Regions from separate parts of the Mus musculus genome. Here all the other regions are linked to region 2. Evidence: chromatin contacts called from public HiChIP or PLAC-seq data. All regions are on one chromosome and are shown on one strand. The core of a region is the stretch at or near the end of the contact, and the rest is flanking DNA. Distances in the headings are between cores, read along the strand shown. Region 1 overlaps Gm38937 (a long non-coding RNA gene). Region 2 has its middle 13 kb from the start of Tbx2. Region 3 holds the start of Rps6kb1 (ribosomal protein S6 kinase, polypeptide 1). Region 4 overlaps Vmp1 (vacuole membrane protein 1).

Evidence for each region. HiChIP or PLAC-seq counts read pairs in DNA pulled down with a chosen protein or histone mark.
Region 1: a contact with region 2 is called in a FOXA1 HiChIP or PLAC-seq map of pancreatic cancer cells. The contact joins two enhancer-like sites. A contact is called at or near these places in 1 of 39 promoter capture datasets (the C10 cell line), 4 of 484 Hi-C or Micro-C datasets (the G1E-ER4 cell line, the MNK3 cell line, the N1E-115 cell line and 1 more), 6 of 115 datasets of contacts at active chromatin or transcription factors (the NIH/3T3 cell line, T-cell acute lymphoblastic leukemia, embryonic fibroblasts and 3 more) and 1 of 9 other capture datasets (embryonic stem cells).
Region 3: a contact with region 2 is called in an HNF4G HiChIP or PLAC-seq map of pancreatic cancer cells. The contact joins the promoter of Rps6kb1 here to the enhancer-like site in region 2. A contact is called at or near these places in 1 of 39 promoter capture datasets (pre-B cells), 1 of 15 datasets of contacts at CTCF or cohesin (pro-B cells), 1 of 484 Hi-C or Micro-C datasets (pro-B cells) and 1 of 115 datasets of contacts at active chromatin or transcription factors (pancreatic cancer cells).
Region 4: an H3K27ac HiChIP or PLAC-seq map of extraembryonic endoderm stem cells shows a contact between it and region 2, with 4 times the contacts expected there. The contact joins two enhancer-like sites. A contact is called at or near these places in 3 of 115 datasets of contacts at active chromatin or transcription factors (embryonic stem cells, extraembryonic endoderm stem cells and pancreatic cancer cells).

What each region holds. Positions count from the first base shown.
Region 1 is chr11:86,379,254-86,384,005 of GRCm38.p6, forward strand. The region is part of intron 1 of Gm38937 (a long non-coding RNA gene); the gene reads right to left. Among named protein-coding and RNA genes, the nearest start is that of Gm38937, 2.5 kb to the right of the region's middle. Within about 2 kb of position 1,353, at least 81 of the 459 cell types and tissues checked have an H3K27ac peak or open chromatin away from gene starts, as enhancers often do. A contact at or near this core is called in embryonic fibroblasts and pancreatic cancer cells, where this site is marked.
Region 2 is chr11:85,843,041-85,847,973 of GRCm38.p6, forward strand. No RefSeq gene overlaps it. Among named protein-coding and RNA genes, the nearest start is that of Tbx2, 13 kb to the left of the region's middle. Within about 2 kb of position 1,526, at least 171 of the 459 cell types and tissues checked have an H3K27ac peak or open chromatin away from gene starts, as enhancers often do. A contact at or near this core is called in embryonic fibroblasts, extraembryonic endoderm stem cells, pancreatic cancer cells and 1 more, where this site is marked.
Region 3 is chr11:86,543,135-86,547,807 of GRCm38.p6, forward strand. It overlaps Rps6kb1 (ribosomal protein S6 kinase, polypeptide 1), which reads right to left and starts at 1,673. Exons shown (of 15, transcript NM_001114334.2): 1 at 1,432-1,673. The coding sequence starts at 1,572. It overlaps Tubd1 (tubulin, delta 1), which reads left to right and starts at 1,857. Exons shown (of 9, transcript NM_019756.3): 1 at 1,857-2,096.
Region 4 is chr11:86,584,158-86,588,882 of GRCm38.p6, forward strand. It overlaps Vmp1 (vacuole membrane protein 1), which reads right to left. Exons shown (of 12, transcript NM_029478.6): 11 at 2,339-2,441; 12 at 1-1,294. The coding sequence ends at 1,151. It overlaps Mir21a (microRNA 21a), which reads right to left and starts at 1; the gene lies at 1. RefSeq lists an enhancer at 2,039-3,672. Within about 2 kb of position 2,969, at least 277 of the 459 cell types and tissues checked have an H3K27ac peak or open chromatin away from gene starts, as enhancers often do. A contact at or near this core is called in extraembryonic endoderm stem cells, where this site is marked.

The DNA of each region.
Region 1 (4,752 bases), core at 103-2,602, 540 kb after region 2:
ATATTATGTTACAAAGGGGATTTTACAGATGTAATTAAGGCTAAGGGACGTTGCAAGATTATTCTGGAATCCCCACAGAGAACCTTTGCCAGCTGACATCAGTTGGAGGGAGAAGGGACCATGAAAGAGGGTCAGATATGTAACACAAACAAGGCGCAGCATGCTGGCTTTGGAAGTGAAGGAGGGAGCCAGAAGCCTGTAGAAGCTGAGAAAAAGTGAGGCGCCTTCCCTAGAGCTTCCAGAAAAAGCAAGCAGCTCTGATGATACCTTGGTTTGAACCCAGTCAGGTCTGTATCCAACTCCTACCCCACTAACTACAAGATAATGAATTTGTGCCATTTAGGCAAGTCAACATATGGTAACTTGTTAAAGCAGCAATAGTAAATAAAGAGATTTAGATACCAAAAAGGACTCAAGACTGTCAGGGAACTTACAGCTTGGTGGGTTGTCATTAAGTAATTAATAATGCACAGAAGTCTAGAAGTTAACATCGGTAATGATGAAGATGGTCAATCTTCATAATATCCCCTAAAATTATTCTAAAGTAATATTTAATTTTTCTTACTAATGTTTAATTTAAAGATGAAGGTACAATAGAGCAAATTTGTTTGCTTTTGCTTCAGCAGGATAAAAATTCCACTGAAACAGAGATAAATATAGTATGTTACGGCCAGGAGTAGTGATGTATGTCTTTAATGCCGGCATTTGGGAGGTAGAAACAGGATACTTGTGAGTCTGAGGTGAGCCTGTTCTACATAGCAAGCTCCAGGCTAGCCAGGGTGCAGAGTGAGATCCTATCTTGAAAAGAAAATCATTTTTTTCTTTTTCTTTTTTCTCTTTGTTTTGTTTTGTTTTAAAGATAGGGTCTCACTACATAGCTCTGGCGCTCTGGCTGTCCTGGAACTCATCGCAGACCAGTAAACTAGGCTGACTTCAAACTCATAGAGATCCGCCTGCCTCTGCCTCCCGAGTGCCGGGATTAAAAGCATGCACTACTATGCCCAGCTTAAATATAATTAAAATAAAGTTTATTTATATAGGGGGTCTAGGTTGAGTCTAAGGTGGTATCTCCACTTTGAATAAAAACATGTCTAAGTTTCCACACAGCTTGACTGCCAGTCTGCTGAAAGGGGTGATGACTTCACGAGCTAAGTAATACTAATTGATCTTCCAGAGCTGAGATGACCAACAAGTGCCAGTTCATCAGGTTAGCCTCAGGGAGTTTTATTGTAAGAGTCCATGTTCACAGGACCCTAGGGAAGACAGGCTACTAGAGTCAGGAAGCGCTGAGTAGGAAGGAAGCTCTGGCCTCAAGGAATGAGTTCCGAGGTGACTCAGTCCTCCCTTGTGCCTGCCATGCCTTCTGCTCACTACTGCCTAGCTCTCGTGTCATTTACACTGTGGGTATTTTTACACACTGTTGGCTCTGCTTATTCATAACTTGGCTTACTCATAACCTGACTCAGTCAGACCTTTGATTCATTACATTCCTCTCCTGATATTTCCAACTTCTCTCTACTCCACCGATTGCCAGCTTTAGTCAGGGATTTTTTTTTCCTTTCATTGAAAATTAGCCATTGAGCACCTACTGGGTGCACCCGTGTGCCTTCTTCTCCAGTCAGAGAAAGAAAGATGTCAGCTGAATAATTACGAAATCGACTCAAGCACATTCTGACTTACTACGTGTGCTTGTTCGCGTGAGGCTCGTGGATAAGTTGTTCAGTGCTTTCTGCACTAGCTGCCCTCAGGAACACGAGTAACAGGTTGTCCCATTTAACACCACATGACCCTCCCCATCTCCTGAGGTCAAGGCAGCTGATTAAACTAAGGATTGGCACTTGACCAAGAACTATTAATACATTGGTTGGCCAGCAACCAGCAGTTTAACTCTAATAAACTTCCCTTACAAGAAAGGGATTATAATGATACATGGCATACATTCTATAAAAATGATACCTTTACCATGATGGGGTGGGGTAAACCTTATACTTCAGAGAAGCCTTCCATCCACTGTGGAAGAGAAAGCTAGAGGCTACTTGTTTGATTCAGGAGCTCTGAGTACAGGACAGGGCAGGGAGTGAACAGGGCTGGCTTTGAGCAGATCACAGGTCCTTCATGGATCACTTAAATGATAGCCAGAGTAAGGATTAGGGAACCTGTGTGAAGTTCCTTTGTGCAAAAGAATCAGTATCCGTAGCCCTGGGTAGGAATAAATGATCATCTTCAAGAGGATTGTTTCTCAGGGATTCTATGGGACGGTCCTTGGTCTGGGTCCAAGTGCATAGATTTCAACACAGCACTGGCTCCTTATGCCAGGCTTTAGATCATCTTGTTTATTTAGGCAGTACTCAATGAAGTATTTTAGAGAAGCCATTCAAAATCATCACCACATAATACTAGCCTAGAACCTTGAGTCACTCCCTTCCACCCCCACTGCCATCCCCACTGGAAGCCAAAGACATAGTTTACTATGTCAATGAAGGTCAGACTGAAGGGCAGTCCCTCACACTTCTAATCGTTAAGCCATCGACAGGATGATAGCATGACTCAGTTCTTTACATGTTTTGTGCAGTGTTACTACCAGTGAGGCAAGAGGAGGTAAGGCTACGGGATCTTGAATTAGTAATAGCTTTCTCTTTGAGCCAGACTGACTAAAGGGCTGGTGGTTCTTGGGAATTTGTGTTTTCTGGGTTTTGGAACAGGATGTTGGCACATTTGTTCTGTTGTCTGAAGAGAGCCTTCATTTGGAAATAAAAACACACAGAGAACTGAATTTCCCCTGGGACCATCTGGTCGTGTGACTTGGAAAGGAGTATTCAGTATTGGCCCAGGGTTACTTGAGGTTATGGAAGTTTGTGTAGACCCTAGTCGTAGGGCTGGAGCACAGAAACCCAGGAGCTGGACATCTGCATGCACAGCAAGACAACACCAGACAAGTTGGATGTGGTAGTGTTCATGATGGAAGCCCTGGGGTTAGAGAGGCACAAAGTCTTTCAAGATTAGAAGACCTCTAGCTTCTAGAGATTACCAGTCTCAGGGGCTGTGGAGATGGTTCAATCAGTAAAGGGATTGCCTTGCAAGCAGGAGGACCCAAGATCAAACCCCACAACCTACATGAAAATGTCAGTGTGGTAGCATGTGCTTATAATTCTAGTGATGGGCGGGTGGAGGCAGGAGGATACCTGGAACACAATGGCCAGCTACCCAATCCTAGTAAGTGGGAATGACCCTGTCTCAAAGGGGGAATGACACTCAGCACTCCTAAAGAGATCTCTCTCTCTCCCTCTCCCTCTCCCTCTCCCTCTCTCTCTCTTTCTTTCTCTCTCTCTATCTCTCTCTCTCTCTCTCTCTCTCTCTCTCTCTCGCACGTGCACGCGCGCAGACACACACACAGAGCCACTGGCTTGCCCCATCTCTGCTGTGTACTCTTTAGAGGTCATTTGGCTCAGCTTCCTCAAACACTAGAAAAAATACCAAGGCCCTGAGAGGACAACTAATCTTGTCCAGTTCAATGCATAGTGAAGCAAGAACAGGACTCATGATGTGACATAGAGAATGATCACAGCCAGCGCCGGAAAGCAGGCAACGAGGTGGCTTTTCTGTGAGCATCACATTCACACCCCTGCTAAGAATTCATGTGTACAAGTGTCTCAGTTTGTAGTAATAGGATTGATAAAACTGTCCTAGAGCCTCTGTAACAACTGGCAAATGATATCACCTTATCAAGTTAGGCAAGCCAGAAGTCCCAGAGGCACTTGATCCCAGCCCATAATCAGTTCATCACCAAGTTTTGTCAATATCACGTTCTGTTCCAGCCACTTCTTCTCTATAATCTTCTTAGGTTGAGCCAGCAACTTTTACAGTCTGTGCTTCTGGGACGCTCTCCTCTCCTCTCCTCTCCTCTCCTCTCCTCTCCTCTCCTCTCCTCTCCTCTCCTCTCCTCTCCTTTCCTTCTTTTCCCCCTCCTTTTCTTCTTCCTCTCCCTCTCTCCCTTCCTTTCTTGTAGTCTTTGTTTCTGATTGAATGTTACTATATTGTACAGGGCCTTGAATACCTGAGCTCAGGATCTTTCTGCCTTTGCCTCCAGAATAGATGGAACTATATAGGCCATACTACCATGCCTGGCTCCACTGTCTCTGCTTCTCTTTCTCTGTTATCTATCTCCTTTCTGTCTTTCTTTCTTTCTTTCTTCCTTTCTCTCTCTCTCTCTCTCTCTCTCTCTCTCTTTCTTTCTTTTTCTTTTTCTTTCTTTCTTTGCGAGGCTTCAGATCCAACCTAGGACTCATCCATGCTAGGCAAGCTCTCTAGAACTAAAACACACTCCAGCCCCTTCAAACGGGAAGCCCATGCTTCCTCTACTTCCAAACTTCTTTTCTTACAGTGACTAGAGAGTTTCTTCCATCATCTTATTTTTCCACTTAATAAATTTTTATTCTTTAGACCAGTTTGATGGGTCTATGGCCAACTGAGCATATTTCACAAAGCGTTCCCTTAGACACGCCCCTCCCAACTTAACTCCGTTTCCTTACTACTGACATCCCATGATAGTGCGTACGCTTTTGTTATGATTTTGGTTTAGGGTTTTGTAGTCTATGTAGTTTTGGCTGTACTGAAACCACAGAGATTCTCTTGCCTCTGCCTCTGGAATGCTGGGAATAAACCCTGTATCTCCACACCTGTTTTGTTGAAATTCATTCACACACAGCACATACGGCCAAGAACGATCATGAACCCCTTCTCCTTCAGCGCCTA
Region 2 (4,933 bases), core at 276-2,775:
AGGGCTGCCTCAAGTTTCCCTGGGTAGAGAGTGTGGAGTGTGCGCGCGCGTGCGTGTGCGTGCCTGTGTGTAGATGGTCTCATCCCAACCGTAGGTGAGCTATGGCTCCCCTGTTCTGCTCCGCCTGGACTGATTAGGCAATGTGGTTCACGAACCAAGCAGGAACAAGGAAAGTCCCTCCCTACTTCGCATAGAGTCTCTCCCTATCTCTACGTTTATTTGAGGTCACTTTGGGTTGAAACTCCCCGTAAAAAATAAAAATAAAAAATCCCAAAGCAACGTGTGCACTGGCATCTTGCTGCCTCTCGCTTTCAACCAGGAAAGAATGCCGAGAGTTTGGCTGTGGGGCCCCCTCGGCCTGCGGACACCAGGGGGCAGCACACGCGGTGGTGGGCAGGGCCGCAGCAACTCGGGTCTGGTGTTATTTCCGAGCCTGCAGCGCGGCTTGGAGAATCCTCCCGCTCCCCTGCTTTCGGCCGTACACACCCCCCTCCCGGGATTGCCACTACAGTGCTCCGCTGGGCCCCAGCTGCAAGGCCAAGTGCGGCTTGGGGAATCCTGCAGCTGACGGGCTGGGCCTTGTCCCAGACAAAGGCCTGGCCACTCCCAGGCCCAATTAAGCCACCAGCCTTCCCAGCCTTCCAGTCTTCATTGTCTCTGGGGGTCGCCAATTAGCTCAAGCGCCCGTGTACCCGCTGCCTTAACCCTTCAGGACCTGCCCAACCAGGGCCATTGGATGGCAAATCCGTCAGCAGAGAGGAGTGTGTGAGCGATGGGTATCGAGGGGCTTCTGAGGTCTGTTAAGTGGGTGACCAAGGGGCCTCTGAGGTCTGTTAAGTGGGTGACCAAGGGGCCTCTGAGGTCTGTTAAGTGGGTGACCAAGCGTGTCGCCAAGAGACTCAATGGGGAGTGTGGGGTCTTAGAGAACTGTGCTGGTTTAGGACTGGGTGTGATAACACCCGAGAACTCGAAGATTCAGCATTTGGAGCCTTCGTGAGACCCCTAGCAGCGCAACTGAATAGATTCCGAGATGTTGGACACTGCATTTTCCACGCGGTTAATCCGAGGCTTCCGAACCCTCGAGCCATTTCTTCCTTCCAAACTTCCCGCTGCGGTGCAGAGCTTCTGAGCCTCGGCAGAAGGCCCTGTCCTCCTGGAGGGCGTTGAACCGGGTTCAGCCTCCCCAGCCCACTGTGGATTCACTGACGCGGGGAGGAGCACGCCGCGGCGCGACAGCGATCCCGTCCCGCCTGAGCTCGGGCCCCGCCCCGCCTGGGCTCTGGCCCCGCCCCCCGCTTCTCTAGGTGAAGGCCGCCGCGGAGGGAACGGTTTGGGAGAGATCAGAATTGCAACTCTGAGCCCTCCTTCCTACCTTGGGAGCGACCCTAAATCCAACTTCGTTTCCTTTTCCCATTCTCCTTCCGCCTCTCCGCCCTTGACCGAGAAGTTTGGAACACTCTCCCGGTAGGCTGAGTCCAGCCAACGATCAAGAGTCAGCGGGGAGAACGACCCCGTGCGTTGGAGGGGGCTGGGCGCTCCGGGTGATCTCAGGGCATTGTGTCGCGTCCTCTGGAGAGCAGACAAGTTACCCACCAGGGAAAGTGTTGGTGCCCGGATGACTGTTTTCCCCTCCGAGTTTCTTTTAGGCTCCCTTGGGGTGCGTGTCTGTCCATCGGGTTTGATGGGCTAAGGACCCCGAACTCACTTGGCTGCTCCGGACTCGGGAGCCTTCCCAGGTCCCAGGCCTCAGGAACTCCCCACGTTCCCACGAGATGGCGCTCCAGGACAGGGCCCGGTCAAGCAGCCGGCCAGCACTCCCTGCCAGAGCCCAAGGTGCAGTGAGTCCAGAGAAATGGGCACGGAGAGGGATCTCAGATCCACTGTAGGTCCAGGCCCAGGGACTTGAGTGGGCTGCCGACTGCGGGCACCGACGAGGGAGCTCAAAACTTAATGTGGGTTTTTCTCTTGGAGCTGCCCTGCAGTGCCAGCTCCTAGAAGCTATGGTCTTCGATGTGCCTGGCTGGACTCAGATTCTTCTTGGGACAGGGAAGGCGCTTGCCTCTGGCTTTCCTGGCCTCTTGGAAACACAGTCAGGGCTGGGATCTATGAGCACTGGAAAACACGCCTCTGGCCCTTTTGGAGTGTGAAGCTCCACTGAACCATGCAAGCTTGGGTGTAAGTGTTGGCTAAGACATTCCTCAGCTCCTACCTCCACCTCCTCAGCTCCTCAAGGTCACACGAAGAGACTGTTAGGTATGCACCAGGGACCAGTGCACTTGAGGACCAAGGGTTAAATCTTACAAGACAACCAAAGGTCTTGAGGAGGCTTTGGGTCTTCAGTAGTTCCCGAAGATGCTAAGTAAGAAGGACTCAGAAGTGAGCCACCAGAGTTTGAGTCAGGTTTGAGTCGGATGCTCGTGGGTAAAGAGGGGAAACCTGATCACTAACAAATGGCACACTCAGAGTGGGGAAAATTTGGGGGAGCTAAGTACCAAAGATGCCAGCAGCTCGACAAACGGGCAGAATAAGTCTACATACGCTTTTTAAGAGCACACGGATAGAAACCTGCCCAGTTCCCATCAGTCTTGCATCTCTTCCTTAGCCAGCAACTTGTTGCCTCCCCCCAGCCAGAGTCTCGGCACCTTCAAGGCATACCAGAGGATAGGATGAGACCTTTGGTAATCTAACAGTCACTTGATGCCCATCTATTGCAAAGCAGATGTTCAGTAGGAAAACTGAATGAGAAGTTCAAAGCCAACCTTTGCCTCTAGCCATGAGATCCTGAACAGTACGACTCTCTTTTCTGAGCTCCAGGATCCCGGTTGGCAAAGTAAATGGTGTGGACCAAACCCAAAGTGATATGTGAGAGACTAGTTGAAACGTTCCCCTCCCCGACATCAAAGGCTCCTGAACAAGGACCTAACCCTTGAGGAACCTGGGCCTGAGACATAGGCAGAGCCACTCACAGACCTTGGGAACTTTGACTGTTGCTAAGCTTCTTGGACTGGGGTCAGGATTGGTGGCCTGGATGAATTCCCGATTAGGAAATAGCATTCCAGGTTCTGAAACCCTCGGGGAACCAGCTGGCTCCAGCTGCCTCCAGTCCCTGTGGGATGTGGCTGTCACAGTTCAACCTTCCCACCAAGCACAGTTGGGAGGGGGCACATCCTATGGGTTGTGAGGTGACTCTGGCCTCCAGCACCATGGGGTTGCTGACAGACTGAATGCAGGTTCTCCCCAAGGAGAGAAAACGGTACCAGTGGAGGGTCTTCTGAGGCCCCTTCCTAAAGGGTATCCCCTAGATCTGGGCTATTTACATGGGCTCAATCCTTCCCTGAACTGAAGGCTTGATGGTATTCAGAGTACTTTCTCATGAGGGCTCGCTCTCAGTGAAGGCTAAGTCAGGGGCAGTATAGTGACCATGAACCGCGGAGGATGACATTGGGGTTCAGAGAAATGAAGGGTTCCAGGATTTCCAGTAAATAAAGGAAAAGGCTCTTTCACAATTCAGTGAGCAGGGCCCTTGGCAGCAGCAGCTAATGAGGTGATGGTGGGTATAAGTCAGGCTCCCAGCTGGGAAGGGACAAAAGGGCTGGGTGCATGACCTCTGCTGACTGCCGGATGCTGAGCCCTGGTGTCCTGGCCAGGGTCTGGCTGTGGGAGAAGTAGCCTGATTTAGAGACAAGCCCAGGAGACCAAGATGGCTGCTGGCTTCACATCAGTCTAGCAGGGGAACGTAGCCACGGCCCGTCTTCACTCTTGTTTTTATTTCTTGAGAACAGGATGTCCTCTGGCTCCATGGCAGCTGCTCCTCAGCTTGACAAGAGGAGCTGTGGGCCACCACCCCATGCCAAACACATTTCCTTCTCATTCTTGGAATGGGAACTTCCGTTCCAGAGAGAAAAACCAAGGCTTAGACCTGTTCCGGTTGAAGAGAGGTCACAGAATCTTCCCAAGCCAGTGTTCTTTCCCAGAGCCTCGAGGGTTCCTGCTCTGTGGTCTCTGGACATGAGAGATGCCATTGGGTAATTTTTATCTAGTCGCAGAGCACATGCACAGTCCTTCCTTCTTGTCCCCACCCAGGGTCTTCCTCCCTTCTCAGAGCAGCTGTGTCTGCCCTTAGGCTTTCTGGGTTTGCCCATAAGATTGCTGGTCGCATCACTGATATCCTGTGCAATAGACACCTCTTAGGTCATCCCTCACCCATCCCCCACACCACCACAGTCACCTGTGCACACAGGCGCGTGGAGAGACCGCATGCACACCAATAGCCATAAGTATATATCTGTACAGGTGCCCCTTCCCGCTGGACCACGTGCAAACACAGTCTTGTTTGCATACACTTAGGCATAGAGGAAGCAGAGACAGGAAAGGACAGGGTTTGAGGTTAGTTGTGTGTGGTGCCTCATGCCAGTAATCCCAGCATTTAGGAGGCTGAGGCAGGAGGACTGCCAATAGATGAAAGCCTGGTTACTCGGTGACATTCCTGGTTATACTGGTTACACAGTGACATTCCTATCTCGAAGAACAAACTCCCTCTTCCAACAACAACAACAATACACACACACACACACACACACACACACACACACAGAGAGAGAGAGAGAGAGAGAGAGAGAGAGAGACCGGGGCGGGGGGGGGGAGCACTGGGCTACCCTGTACAATATAATGATATCCTGTCTTAAAGACAGACAGGTGGGCTCTCTCCTGCCCCTGCCTTCTGGGGCTCAGTCTTTTCTACCAGACCCCATGTCTGCCATGTCTCCTCTGGGGAGGGTAGATATTTCATCAAATCTCTGTGACCTACAAGGTCATTGACTTCCTTAAGGCATAGTTGGCATGGTTGGTGTTTCTTTTTTTTTTTTTTTTTTTTGTTTTCTATTTTTTTTTTAAAGATTTACTTACTTATTATGTGTAAGAACACTGTAGCCAT
Region 3 (4,673 bases), core at 423-2,922, 700 kb after region 2:
GTGCTTCAAATTTAGAACTCACCACATCTGATTAAAAGGCTAAGTGGAATTCCACATGAAAACATGAAATTAAAAAGTGCGTGTAATACCCACATTTAGAACTCTGAAATTCTAACTGAGACTCACTTGATTATGAAAAGAATAATCTATGTGGGCCCACTTAATTTCCTAAAGTGTTCAAAGTCCTTTATACATAGCATTTCAATAGTTTGCCAGAAGGGCACAATTTATTCACTAAAGGAAAACTGGGGGTGAGAAGGAGACCCCATGTAAATACAGCAACTATCTAACATCAGCCATAAACCCATATTCTTCTACAGATGACTTAAAGACATTTAAAGTCACTAGGAGGTTATTACTGATGACATTTGTCCAAGATTGGTTATTTAGTTTGATGTATTTTTTTAACCCTTGGTGTAAAATATGTACGTTTCAGTAAGTATTACTGTAGAAAAAATGGTATACATAAATAACAAACTACTAGGACAGCAAAGGTAAAGCCAAGATGTGCACTAGAAAAGCGACTCTAAATTTAAACTTCAGCAAGGAAAACCCTCACACCACTATTCACAAGTCTCGGTTCAAGCAATTTATTTTTGGCGAGACAAATCACAGCTGTCAACGCTTTTTTTCCCACCCTACAATTACATAAATTATTCTGAAAAAAAAATATAGACATCTTCAACTTGAAGGGAATTAACTTACAAATGCCGTGTGTCGTTATGAATGGGGGTTTTTTTTTCCTTTAAAAAGTCACACGGAAGGGGGGTTAAAAATAAAAGGCAAACAAACAAACCCTGGAAGATGCAGCAGAGCCCCCTTGCTCCCGAAATAAAACTCCTGGTGGCTGTCACAGCAGTGCTACTCCCGACAGAAGTTTTCAGCTGTCACTTCTAACAGCTGAGCGCTTCCTAGGAGAGAAGCGACAGGCCGAGAAGAGAGGTGGTTGTGGGGAGTCTGAAGATTTAAGGCTTGCAATCTTACACTCCACAGGGAAACCCTTCCGCATCTCACCTGCACTAAGGGGGACACCCCAACAAGATCGGCCCTCCCCACCCCCAGCACACGCTCACACCACCCGGGCCGCACTCAAGCCCCACAGCTCCAGAAGCCGACCGCGCGCCTTTTCTCCTCGGCGCTCCAGAAACACATTGCTCCGGGGCAGCGCTCAGCTAGGGATCAGGGCGAGCCCTGCACCTGCGCGCCCCGCAGAGGCCTCACACCTAGGGCCAGGTCCGTCCGCCCGCCCGCCCGCTCCCCGACTCGGCCGCGCGGCGCCTCAGCTCCTCCCGGAGACCGCTCGCGTCCCCCCCGGGTCTCCACGCCCTCGGGCACACCAGGCTTCCCGGGCCCACGCCGCCACCCCGGCCCTGTCACCTCGCCGCTGCCCCCCCACCCCGCCGCCCATACCCCGGGGACCCCGGGCCTCACCCCCTCCTCCAGCTCATCCTCAGAGCCTGCATCTTCTGGCTGGTCCAGGTCTATGTCAAACACTCCTGCCATGTCCTCAGCTTCCCTGTGTCGGAAGTCAGGCGCTAGGTAAAAGCCGTCCCGCCTCCGTCGTCGCCTCATGGGCCCGGACCCGCCGCAGACTCCACGGCTGCTGCCGCCATCACCGGCTGCTTAAGCTCAATGCGTCTGCGCCTAGGCCCCAGACTGGCTCCTCAAGTTCAGCTCCGGCGCATGCGTACAAAGTCTTCTGAAGCCATACAGTGGGCAGCGGACATGCGTAGCATTAGCTCCCGGGGCCAGGTACTGGCAGGAGCATGCGCAGAACACCGTCCGAAGCCAAGCCGGGAAAGTACAGCTTGCGCGTTTCTGTCTAAGGCGTTTGCCGGACACGGAGCATGCGTACCATATCTGAAGTTGATAAATTGAAATTGAACATGCGTGATTAGCCTTCCTAAATAGAAGAAGGGAAACGAGGGTCGAAAAAAGACAAGCCCTCAGCAGAGCTCTTCGCATAAGGAGCGAGCGCATTTATTTGTTCTAAGTAGTTTTTTTTTTTAAAGTATTGAAAGTGAGCATGCGCGTAGTGAGAGGGTTGGTCTTCTGAAGTTTGAACCGAACTGAAACTGCCGGTCGCAGAGCTGTCAGTGAGTGTGGGGTTACCGGGGAGCTGATAGGGAAGAAAGGCAAAGAGAGACTCTTGTCTTTGCTATTTGCTAATTCAGTGGCTTGGAAAAGTTACATAACCCTTCGGTAACTCAATTTCCTTAACTGTAAAGTGAGAATAGAATTACCTACAATGCAGTCTTAGACGTTAAGTTGAAAATCTGGTTCACAAGCCTCTGCTCCTTTCCGGGGCTACATAGACTTGATGTGAAGCACTTATCAAAAATACTCTTTTTAAAATAGTCCCTGTTCTCCGAGAGGCTGAGGCAGAAGGATCATGTGTTTCAAGTCAGCCCAGACTAATTAGACAGTTTCAGGCGTAACTGGGCTACATAGAGAGATGTTGTCTAAAAACAAACAACGTCGTTTAAAAATAATAAAGATTTAGTTTCATATTTTATCTGGTCTTTCTCTAAGCTCCAACTTTGTTTTTCTTTCTTTTCTTTCCGAGACACGATCTCGCTATGTAGCTCTGGCTGTCCTGGAACGCACTGTGTAGGTGCAAACTCACAGAGATCGGTCTGCCTCAGCCTCCCAAGTGTTGTTGGGTTGAAAGGCTTGCACCACTATGCCTGGATCCAACTTTATGCTAGTTGGTTTGGTTTTTGGTTTTCAGAGACAGGATTTCTTTATGTGGCCCTGGCTGTCCTGGAACTCTCTGTGTCCTCAAACTCAGAGATCTGCCTACCTCTGTCTCTTGAGTACTGGAATTAAAGGTATAGCCACCATGACTGGGCTTATTGATCTTAACTGTGCTTTCCGGGCCAGAAGACGGTTGGTGAGAAAACAGAAAATTAATGTTATTGAATGTTCTATTGTTGAGCTAACTTCTGATGTCCATGTAGTGTGAAATGTATACAAAGAATTCCTTCAGGATCATATTTCCTTTAGATTATTTATGTGTGTGAGTATATATGCACATGTGTGTGAATGTGAGCACTTATGCAAATGCACAGGAGATGAGGGCATCCAGCTCTCTCTCTCTCTCTCCCTCTCTCTCTCTCTCTCTCTGAACTTGGGGCTGAGTTTTCTCAACCAAGTGGAAGCTATCCACAGTGGTCCTTCTGTCCGCACTGGACTTGCCTCTGTAACTACAGGCCTGCACAGGACTCCTGGCTTGCTATGTGGGTGCTGCTTCTAGGCTCCGGTCCCCGTGGCTACACAGCCCCCACAACCAACACTTTTGTTATGGTTTATTTGTTTTCTTTTAAAAGTGTACTTGGGACAACAGTGAATGTGAATCATATTTTGGAAACCATTGAATTGTATGTGAATGAATTTGGGCCAGTGAACCCTAAATCCCCCAAATTATAGAGTGAGGGAATTTCTTGAAATGACTAGATTCTTAGATGGGGACAGGAAATTTGAGGAAAAAGGTGTGTTATTCCAAAATTTCACTGAGGTCTCACCATCTGAGAATCGGGATTCTAGTTCAGAGGACTGGGGAAGATGGCTCAGGGACAAAGTACTCGCAATGCAAGCCTGAGGGTCTGAATATGAATCTCCAGAACCCATGTTAAACCAGATGTGTTAGCACATCCCAACACTCCTATGGAAAGATGGGGAGTGGAGACAGGATATTCCCTAGAATCATGGGTCAGCTAGTCTAATGCACAGCTGCAAACAACAGAAGAGAGGCCCATCTTCAGACCTGGTAGAAAGCAAGGACCACACACATACATACACACAAAATTTTCTGTGAAAGTTGCCTATTAGAGACAACATTTCTTTTTTTGTTTGGTTGGTTTTGTTTTGTTTTGTTTTTTTCGAGACAGGGTTTCTCTGTAGTCCTGGCTCTCCTGGGAACTCACTCTGTAGACCAGGCTGCCCTCGAACTCAGAAATCCGCCTGCCTCTGCCTCCCAAGTGCTGGGATTAAAGGCATGTGCCACCATGCCCGGCAACATTTCTTTTATATAGGGCTATTTCAAATAAGAACATTAAAATAGTAATGAGCCATGCTTATGGCCTAAGAGTATATGATTTCTTACTCTGTTTGCAGATATAAGCCTGCAGTTTTCTAGGATGCTCTTGAACAAGCCATAAGCTCCATTTACAGAAAAACATGTTATAACTCCCTTGCTGCAACCTTTGTGCTATTTGGTTTTACCTTGTCAGCCTGTTGACCTCCCCAGTACACTCTAGGAAACACTTTGTAATTATACACACACACACATGCGCACACACACACAAGAGGGAAAGAAAAACATGTCTCTTGGAAAGTCTTTGAACAATATAATGTCAAGACAATAAAATCAGGCTGGAGAGATGGCTCAGGAGTTAAGAGAACTTGCTGCTCTTGCAGAGGACCCAGGTTCAGTTCCAAGCATCTGCAAGGCAATTGTGACTGCAGCCCCAGATGATATGTTCTGACACCCTCTTTTGGCCCTTGAGGGCACTGCATGCATGTAGTCAACAGACATACATGCAGGTAAAACATGCACATAACATAGGAATAAATTCACAGCACTCAGGAGGCAGAGGGAAGATGATCTCCTTAAGTTTGGGGTTAGCCTGATCTATATAGTGAGTTCCAGGATAGCCAGAGTCACACATTGA
Region 4 (4,725 bases), core at 1,719-4,218, 740 kb after region 2:
AGCCATGCGATGTCACGACCACGACAGGGGGCAAGCACGAGGTGCTCAGGCAGGGTTTAAAGCAAAGCAAACATCTCTGGTTTGCTGGGGCTTAATGCCAATTCTAGGAAAGAAAGCTGTTTATTTTCCTACCAGGCAAAACAAAATGAACAGGGTCAATCAAAAAAATGTCAAAGGAAAATCACATTGAAATAAAACACAGAAATCACACAGAGAAGTAAGCTTCCACCTGTTAAAGCCGGAGTACAAACAGCTAAAACTAACATGAACATGAAAAAGCCTTTCTTGCTAGTGTCCTCTGATTTATACATCACCACTTCTTGTTTTTATAAAGTAAGAGATTCCCACTCTAGGTGAACCTCATAGTCCCGCTTAGATCTCCAGCCCAACAACAAAACACCTTGGAGGTAGCTCTCTCAGGCAATACATAAAAGCCTGGGCAATTCTGGTTTAAGTCTAATTGGCAAGGCTGCCACTCGCTTTGTAGAAGTGAAAAAGAAACAAAAAACCATAGCACTAAAGAAAACGGACACAATTTCGGAATGATCAAAGATGTCTTTATAAAGTTTTTCACGACTTCATTCTAAATATACAGAATAAAAAATGGCGTACTCATTTGTGAGACACCAACCAGATTTTCCTTATACTGTTTCAAAATTTAAAGATCAATTTCCCCAGAGGGTGTGCAATGCGTCATAAAATGGCCTTTTTGAGGGTGGGAAAGGAAGGCATATTAAATTGTTCCATGATAGACATGCAAGATTGCTATCCAATATATATAACTTATATACATTTGGTGACTTAGAAAAAAACAATCATTTGTGACAAGCCTAAAAAGCCTGACATATTTAACATACTTCAGAAGGTTCTGTGTGGCCCTGTGAAGGTATCAGAAGGCCAGTTTTTGTTAAGTTTGCAGCAGAACATCACATCCACCCTAAAGAATACGACGTGGATTGAACTGAGGGTGTAGACACCTTACCTTAACAAATAAAGTATGTCAGTGTAACATATGGACTAAACTGCTTTCAGGAAGAATGTTTTAAAAATCAACACAGGTTGGAAACGGGGACCTTCCTTCCTGGTTAGAGCCCTCCCAGTGTAAGGCAGGACTCCACCATGTTAACTTCTGCAGATAAAAACTCTCTGCTTATTTAGTTTTCTCCTCTGAGTTCAAGCGCTGCTGGATTCGTTTGGCATAGTTTTGTGCCATGGAGTTAATAATAGACAGGACAAAGTAACACACCATTGCAACCACCAGCTTCTCAAACATCCAGGATAACCAGTTTTCTCCCTGTAGGAAAGAAAGCAGAACAATTCAAGAAAAAGGGTTTCCTCGGTTCAACACTAAGGAGATTATTTGCAACACTTCAAGGGAAACAATGAGAACTTGAGGCTTGCCTATTATACCCAAACAACTAAAAACCGGTCTCTAGGTAGGCTGAAATCCACATTCAGGCCAAGCTTTTCCACACTAGGTTGTCAGTTCAAGCTGTGGGATGGATAGCTGATGCTAACCTGTATGGCTTAGGGAGGGATGGGAGGGTGGGCTGTCCTTTTACACTGTGACAGAGTGGTCTGGTTAGAGTCTATACTTTCTCTACAGCCTTGCAGACCTTGCTTGGAAGGGGAAGAGGACCTAAACTCTGAGAGCTGCTTTTAGAACATAAATGTGAGCCCTCTTTGGCCACAGCGGCAAAGAGCTATTTGAAGTCTAAAGCCAAGGGAAAGCGGCTGCTCTCCCCCAGGCTCCCTGTTCAGGGTGCTGCCTACACATCTGCTGGTTCTTTCCTCTGCCTCAGGAACTGAAGGCAAAACGGCCAGGCAGTTTATTCAAGTTAAAAGTTCAGCTGTGGTAAAAGCCTTGCTTTATTTAAAAGAAAAAAGAAAGAAAGAAAGAAAGAAAGAAAGAAAGAAAGAAAGAAAGAAAGAAAGAAAGAAAGAGAGGAAGGAAGGAAGAAAGGAAAAGAAGAAAAGAAAAGAAAAGAAAAGAAAAGAAAAGAAAAAAGAAAGAAAGAAAGAAAAGAAAAGCAAGCAAGCAGTTGCTTTCCTACAGCAGAAATGAAAGGGGATAACCATTTTACCTACTGCTTGGTGATGGTGCACGTGTTAACTTTTTAACCTAGCCTGGAAATGTATGTAATAACTCATGTAAGATCAAGACAGCATCACACACAACAGAATCCTGTCTTCCATTACCCCATCCTTGTTTCTGAAAAGCCACTAGACATAGACCAATAAACTCCCTCAGCCACCCCATCTAAAACCCGGAGAGCTCCGGATCTAGTTTGAGCCTGCTGATGCCTGCCGAGGGGGGAGAAGCAGGAGGGATCCTCACCTGCGGTGTGCCCGCTTCACTTCTGTGATGAAGCTTCTGCCGCTGCGCCTCCAGGTACTCTTGAAAAGGCTTCTGCAGAGACGGACCTATGCCGGGGACAGCACTGGAGGCAGGTACCAAAGGAAAGACACATTTGGGAAGAAAAGCAAGAGAAATGTTAAAGGAAATCTACTTACCCTTCAGATTAAAAAAAAAAAAAAAAAAAGAAAAGAAGGGCGGCAAGGACTTCATAAAAAGGACAAAATTCAACAATCAGGGTCACAGCAATCCTGTGAAGCTTGGATAGTGATAAAATTCCTCCTGAACTCCTTAGAGGTCTCGCCAGCAGTAATGCATTTGGGAGAAAGTAGGAGAGAGCTCAGAGCCACTGCTATGTCAGGAGGGCGAGGCTAGTGCAGCTGAGACTGCACACTGCTGTGGCACAAAGAATAAAATGAATGACTTCTGAGAAGTCCCACATTTATCACCACTAGTTCCTGTAAGAACTGGTTTAAACCGATTAATAAGGAAATGACTTATGCTTGTGTCATCTCTAGTTAAAAAAGAAACTGCCCTCCCTCTCTCTGACTGTCCCGTCTTCTCAGGGGGATGGGGTGGGTGGGAGGTGCTTTCTCAATCTAAGTCCTTATTAGGACAACCCCTGCGTCATCCTTATCCAAAAAGAATGCATTAGCACATTGGGGAGGCACCTCCCCCCAGCCAGAAGTCAGTGATTAACAAAGGAACAGAGAGGAACTGCGGACCCTGAATCATTTCATGGCTTATGATGGATGTTTGCCCAGAAACTCCTGTACATTACTAAACAGCTTGTTCCAAGATGTCTGGATAGCTATCTCTGATAAGGCTCTGGACCAACCAAGGTCCCCAGAGTTCGTAGAGCTAGGGCTGTAAAACCGGTCTGGCAACTGAAGCTACCAGGCTCCGGTCCCCCGCCACCCCTCCTTTTCTTTTGATAGCTAACAGGTTGTGTTAAACGGTACTGTGGGGCAACTTTGAAAAGTAAACACCCTTACTTCCTGTACCCTTTATTTTCTCATCTGTCTTATTTGCTACAAGGCAAATAAGCCCGTACTTTTCCTAGGGCCAGAAAAAGTATAGCAGGCACATGTGCGCAGTGCCCAGTGCTACCCCGAAAGCGTACTGACACCAGTGAACGATTTCCTCACCCCCCCCCAAGCAGAATAATAAGAGAAGACTCTTTTTTGCTACTATATTTGCCAGCCAGCAACAACTTCCCAACTGCTAGCCATTCTTTTTCTTTTGTACTATTATTACCTATCAGTCTTTTACCTAGTAATATCTTTAACGTTTAATGGAGTCCCTACTTTGTGTCCACACTATAAAATAGAAAAGCAAAATGCAGCTGGGCATATTAGCACACTCAAGTAGTCCCAGCTCTCATGAGACAGGCAGGTGAGTCTCTGTGAGTTAAGAGGTCTTTTGTAGGGACAGTTAGGACAGCCAGAGCTACACGGAGACCTTGCCACAAAACCAAACAGGAGAAAGTACAATCCTAGAGACTCAATGTAGAAAATAAACGCTAAGAGAACTGGGAGGGGAAGGAGAGATGACTGAGGGATGGTGATTATAGCCTAAACAGACAAGCTTTGAGGGCGAGGCAATGCAGTCCGACTGCCGACTGCCAACCGCAGACCTACAATGGCAAACAGTGAGGCAGTGCAGTCCCAGGTGGGACTCGCTCTCAGTAGGTGGACATCTCCTTAGGAGCTTAAGCAACTCTTCCTTATAGTACAGGCAGGAAGGCAATTAGTCTCTCCATTTACACTAGGAATATATTCTCTAGATAACAAAACAATTCCAGCAAAGTGTGTGGACAGATACACTGCCTTTGACTGCACCACTGTACCCAGAGGACAACGTCTGGTTCTTCCCTCCTACATGTGGGTCCTGGGAACCTAACTCAGCTTGTTAAGCATCCTTACCTGCAGAGCCACCTCACAGGTCCCCACAAAGTATTCTTACACCAGAGATTTTGAATGAAAAAAAAAAAATTAAAGCTACTACAACAAGTGCTTTTAACCACTGTGTCAGCTTTCTTTTTTTTTTTTAAAGATTTATTTATTATTACACATAAGTACACTGTAGCTGTCTTCACACATACCAGAGGAGGTGTCAGATCTCATTATGGATGGTTGTGAACCACCATGTGGTTGCTGGGATTTGAACTCAGGACCTTCAGAAGAGCAGTCAGTGCTCTTAACCACTGAGCCATCTCTCCAGCCCCTGACAGGGGCTCAAATAGCTCAGCTGGGCTAGAACTTGTTGTACAATCCACACTTGCCAAGACTCCTGATCTCCTGCCTCTACCGTCACAGTGCTGGGACTGCAGGTCTATACCACCATATCCAGTTTGTCCATAGCCTCAC